2 separate regions of the Urocitellus parryii genome follow, and region 1 is linked to region 2. A link is a contact called in public Hi-C data. All regions are on one chromosome and are shown on one strand. Each heading gives the region's core, a stretch centred on a gene start, on an enhancer-like site or on the middle of the called end of the contact. The rest is flanking DNA. Distances are from core to core; before and after follow the strand shown.

The links. Hi-C and Micro-C count contacts between places; a contact is called where the count stands out from the background.
Region 1: a contact with region 2 is called in a Hi-C map of muscle, with 5 times the contacts expected there. The contact joins the promoter of Klhdc10 here to the promoter of Mest in region 2. A contact is called at or near these places in 2 of 2 Hi-C or Micro-C datasets (liver and muscle).

The regions. Positions count from the first base shown.
Region 1 is chr3:22,992,668-22,995,367 of mUroPar1.hap1, reverse strand. It overlaps Klhdc10 (kelch domain containing 10), which reads left to right and starts at 1,286. Exons shown (of 10, transcript XM_026392783.2): 1 at 1,286-1,538. The coding sequence starts at 1,373.
Region 2 is chr3:22,645,507-22,648,206 of mUroPar1.hap1, reverse strand. Mest (mesoderm specific transcript) reads left to right here and starts at 1,373. Exons shown (of 12, transcript XM_026392779.2): 1 at 1,373-1,607. The coding sequence starts at 1,582.

The DNA.
Region 1 (2,700 bases), core at 37-2,536, 350 kb before region 2:
ATGGTAACTTAATGGCTACAGTACCTCTCTTTCCTGCAGACACTGAACGTAGGAAAGTAACCACTCGACGCCTGAAGGTGGCGATCTAAAACTTGTATATCAGGGTGTAAGGGTATTTGCCCTCAGCTTGGGCAGAGTTTCTCCCTTTTTCTTTGCCACACGTAAGGTTTCCTGATGTGAAACACCACGGGAGAAAAATCCATCAGATCCAAGAACCTCAAAAAGTTTTGTTTGCCTTAAGGAATTTATATGCTTTTTCCTTACTGGAAACATCGGTCTGTGTTTTCCCACTTGGAATTGCGCCCCCTAAATTCAAAGCCAAATTTTCTGTTCAATTTTGGAACAATAGGAATTTCTGATCTGCTTATCTACATCTATCTTCGATCTTGGTCATCCGTACCTGTTCCTGTCATTTATTTCACATTCTAATTCTTATTGTACACATTCTAAGCCGATTAACATTTTCTGCGAGCAAGAAGGGGTTGATTGAACAAAAACATTTACATGGCCATCAGTCATCTATGAGGATATCTTTTTCTTGGCACAGACCGCCGGGTGTCATTTCAAAAAGCCTTTCCAATGTGATAAACCAGAACATGTTTCTCATCAGGGTTTTAATTGTTTCTATCATTACTGGTAAGACTAAACATTTTCCCATGTTTGTTAAAAGGTTTAAAGCTGTTTGCTTGGGATGTGGCTTATATCGGGATTAGTTCAGCTAGTCCCACGGAAAGACAAGGCAAACGATGAAACCCAGGAATATCTCGTTTTTACATTCAAGCTTCGACTCCGCCCTGAGTTTTCCTCCCTTCCCCAGCGAGCCCTTTGTGTGTGCCAACAGTCAAGGGATGGACTCTTCATCTGAAAACCTGGCAGCAAAAGTGTATCGCCCACAAATATGTGCATTATGTGCATTGCCTGCTTCTGAATGCAAGGTTTATGGCCAAGAGTTCCCGAGTCCTAAACATGTACTCCTGGAGTACAGCGGTCTCCGGGAGTCTTTCGGCAGGCGTGGCCTCGTTCATTCGGGCTTCGATTGGCCCGCCTGACCCGCAGGAGTCGAGGCTACGCGGGCTTGCTCAGCGCGGTGGATGCGATTGATAAGTGGCTGCTTCTGTCTTTCTCTCCCCACACTTTTTTTTTAGCCATAGCTATGGTTACCACGTCTCTCTCCGCCTCCCTCCACCTACCAAGAAGACGACTACCCATTGGCGCTCTGTCACCAAGGTCGTTAGTCATTGGTCCCTGGTGAGACCGGGCGCTCCCCCTTTCCCTGTCTCCCCGGTCTCTTGAGGAGCCCAGGAAGAAGGCTCCGCTGGTGCCGCCGGGTCAGGGACTGCCGGGACCAGGCTGCGGCAGTCGTTAGCGGGTCATGTCGGCCGCCCAGGGATGGGACAGGAACCGCCGGAGGGGAGGAGGAGCGGTCGGCGGTGGCGGCGGAGGTAGCGGGGCCGGCGGGGGCAGTGGGGGCAGCGGGGGTCGGGGGACTGGCCAGCTCAACCGCTTCGTGCAACTCTCCGGGCGGCCGCACCTGCCAGGTGAGTCGTGGGACTGGGTCGTGACAGCTTGCGGGTGCCGCGGGAAGGTGACTGCTCCCTTGTCTTTTCTCCCCGGCTTTCTTTTCCTTGGGAAAAGGAAAGGGAGGCCCCCACGCAAAGCAGAGAGAATGGGAATCAAAGAAAAGCAAAGGTGTCTTTGAGGTCAGGGAGGGAACCGGAGCACCACGAAGAAAAGTATTTTTTGCCCTGTCGAAAGCTTTCTGCGGAGAGTTCTGTCTCCTTCCCAAAGAGAGATCACTGTCTCGTTGACATTCCCAAATGTTTCGCTTACTCGGTTCCCAATCTCTTCCCCTTCCGCAGTTTGATCTTGTGAAAGAAAGACTTTGGCGCCTAGCTGTGGAATATTATGTCAAAAAAGAGTGTTAATTAAGGAAAAGAGACGGAAGAGCATTCCAAGGAGCGGTTTTGTTACACACACACTCACACACAAAACAAAAAACCACCCATGTGTGTAAGAGTTGGGTATCTGAAACAGAAGAAAAGAGTATATGTGTGGTGGGGGCGGGAGGGGGCTTGTTGTCTAGGGAATGTATGGGAAAGAGAACCAAGGGGATTAGGGAAAACTAGTTGAATTCTTAATATTTTGAAATGCCCAGAGATAGAACGGATAATAGTGTGTAGATTTTAAAGGAGGAAAACGAAAATCGAGAATATACTTGGTGACAAAATTTTGCTTTGTCTATGGTATAAAAACAACTGAGAATTGGAAAAATGTACCCAATACAATAATTTCGCGTTCTGGCCTGTAGTGCCTTATCTTTGAATTGAAATGTCTTAAAAAACAAAACCAGTTCAAGTTATTGCATGTGTGTAGACAGTTTTAAAGAGATCCATTTGTAAGAGAGTATTCCGCATAATAGTAAGAAGGTATGGAATTGAATAATCACAGACTGTCAAATGTGATATCGGGCAAGCTTATTTTTACCAAGAGAACTGTTAGGAATGATGTTGTTAATCATTCACCATGTTTTTTTGTGAATCATGTTGAAATTTATTATATCAGTGATATGTTTGTTTTGCTGATGAGTTTTGAGAACATGATGGTTTTTTTATTTGTTTGTTACTGTGCCTTGTATTTCAGTGTAGTTAATGATTAATTTGAAGATAACAAAGGAAATTTCACACGTTTCAAAAGACAATT
Region 2 (2,700 bases), core at 124-2,623:
CAATTCTTATCTCTACCCACACCTCCAGATGGCCAGTGTCTTTCTCTGGGGCAGGAGCCCTTTCTCATTTATTTTGTACCCGGCTCTTAGTGCTACGTGCTAAAACAAGCATTTGTTTCATGCCCCTCTTAATCAGACCTTGGTATACCCTCTATGCGCCACACGTTCTGATGACATGTTCCTAAGGCTGGCGTCTACAGAGTCTGGTGGGTGGCCCTAGGCTCCTGGTGCGATTAGATACCGGCAGCCTCGGCTAGCCCTGTGGCCAGACTTTTGCCGAGTGGTGCTGTCTGCACTGCTGGCCTAAGACTCCGCGAAGTATTGGAAAGGCTTCTGCCCAGTGCGGAACAGAGGTCTGCAGCGCCCCCGCTGGACCGGCCGGCTCTGGGATGCTGCCTCACTTGTTAACGCTCAGCCTGATCGCGGCCATCAAAATTTCAATTTATAGACAGAAAATGTATGTAGATACTCTGATGCTCGACACTTCTCTTTTCAAAGGTGTAATAAATGCCTTTTAAAGGACTATGGGTTAAAGAAAATCCCTTTCCTCTTTCCTGCACCTTTGGTGTCTCTGCATTATGATTTGCTGCACATAAAGGGGGTCTTGCTGCCCTGATTGTGTGGCAGGTCCAGTGCCGCGCGCGGAATCTGCGCTGCGGTGGCCTCCGGCATGCCAACCACGTCGCACTGCTGTAGAGGAAACGTGTCCCGCACTGCTGCGGTTGCCCGAAGGAAACCACACTTTGTGCAACTTTGGCCTGCTTTGCTCCGTAGCAGCCATCCTATATGTTCCCCCTAACCTGGAGAGTCCCACAGAGCTTATGGTTCCCTTGGTCATTACCCATACTTAGAGACTTGGGAGATGTTGGGTGCTCGCGGTCCGCTCTTTCGGACATGGGCACTCATAGGATTTGGCATCCACACTTTGGGCATTGAATGCAAACAGGCGCCGCGGCAAGGACCACAGCCCTGTTCTCCTTTAGGTCAATCGGCCACCCTCTAGGGCTGGGGCCTGTGGTTACTGTTAGGGGAGTTTTGGGGTCTCAGGGGTCTGCCATCTTTGCCTCAGGCCTTAACTTCCAAGGAAGGGTTCTGCAGCAGAATCACGAACTCAGGGTTTGGGGGTCTGCAAGGAAGCGGTGGGATGCTGGGGGCGATCTACACTTCTGAAGGCGCGTGAGGGGGGCACCCCACCACTGCGGCGGTGGCAGGGCTGCTGGGAGGGGCTCTGCGGCTGGCGCGCTCGGGAGGGGCGCTGCGGTGTGGTGGGCGGTCCAGGGGCGGGGCGCGGGTGGGCTCTAAAAGTCGGTGCCCGCTCGCTCGGCACTGCTGCGGCCACCAGCACTTCTCAGCGCCTCCTGGCAGGCGGCGGCAGCCCGGGCACCTCCTCTGCGGCAGCCGCGCCTCGCCAGCCGGAGCAGTGCCGCATCGCCCAAGTAGCCGCTCATTGCCGCCGCTGCCGGCTGCCGTGTGCCGGCGGTGGGCAGCGTTCCTGCCGCCACCGACCTTGCACAGCTGCAGGCGCCTCAGCGCGCCCAGTGCTCTGCAACCCTGCGGCGGGCGGCATGGGATAACGCGGCCATGGTGCGCCGAGATCGCCTCCGCAGGTGGGTGCGTGCGGGCTGCGGTGGAGGGCGCGTGGGGGTGTGGCCGGCTGATCCTAGTCTCGGGTGCCGGCCGATGCTGGGGACTCTGCCTGGCAGTGCCCAGCTGCCTTGTAAAGAAAACCCCACCCAGCCGGCCACCGTTCTGTCTCCTTGGTGTTAGTGGGGTCACTTCGGTCAGCCGTAGAATGTTTCAAATTTGGGGTCTCTGGCTTATTTTTAAACCCCGGGGTCGCCCAGTTAAGGTTTGAGATTTTTAGACCATGGGCTCACCCCAATATGATGTATGATCTCCAGACCCCCGGTATCGCCTTGCTGCGAATTAGGATTTTTAGATCCGGTCATCTTTGTAGTGTGACTTATGATCTTTACATCCTGGAATCACTCGTGTGGTTTACGATTTTTAAGACCCCACCATTGACGTGGTGTGATTTAGGATTTCCAGATCTAGTCATTGCTGTGGCGTGACTTATGATTTCGCGATCCTGATAATGCCCAGTTGTGATTTAGGATTTTTAGACCCTACCCTCACTGGCTTGTGACTTGGGGTTTCTAGACCCCAGTATTGCCCTGCTGGATTTGATTTCCAGACCCCTGGTATTGTTGTGGAGTGATTTAGACCCAGCTATTGCAGTAGCGCAATTTAAGATTTCCAGATCCTGGCGTCTCGGTGGCGTGTTACCGCAAAGGTGTGACTAGAACTTGCCGCGCCGTATCTCCAAGATGTTAAGTATTGTTCAGAGGTCGGTAACGAGATGTGCGAGGGGTAATTGGGATGCGACCAAACTGTCGTGCTGTAACCGGCAATGTTTGATTTAGCGGGTTTACAGAGCAGTTCGTCCTCTCACAGCGATGCCATCAGGTAATATTAGACAAATGCATTTTTCCCATGTACAAGATGAAGAAATCAAGGCTCAGAGAGGTTAATCGCCATAGTTTTTACTGGAGTTTGTTGAATTTATACTCTGAATCATGACTCCATCAAATAATGGGAATTTGGCAAAAAAATGGATTAAAATGTTAATCCATTTTATCTACGTACTTGCTTCACTACTAAAAATTCTAAAATGTCGGTGGAGCAATTTTACCGAGGCAA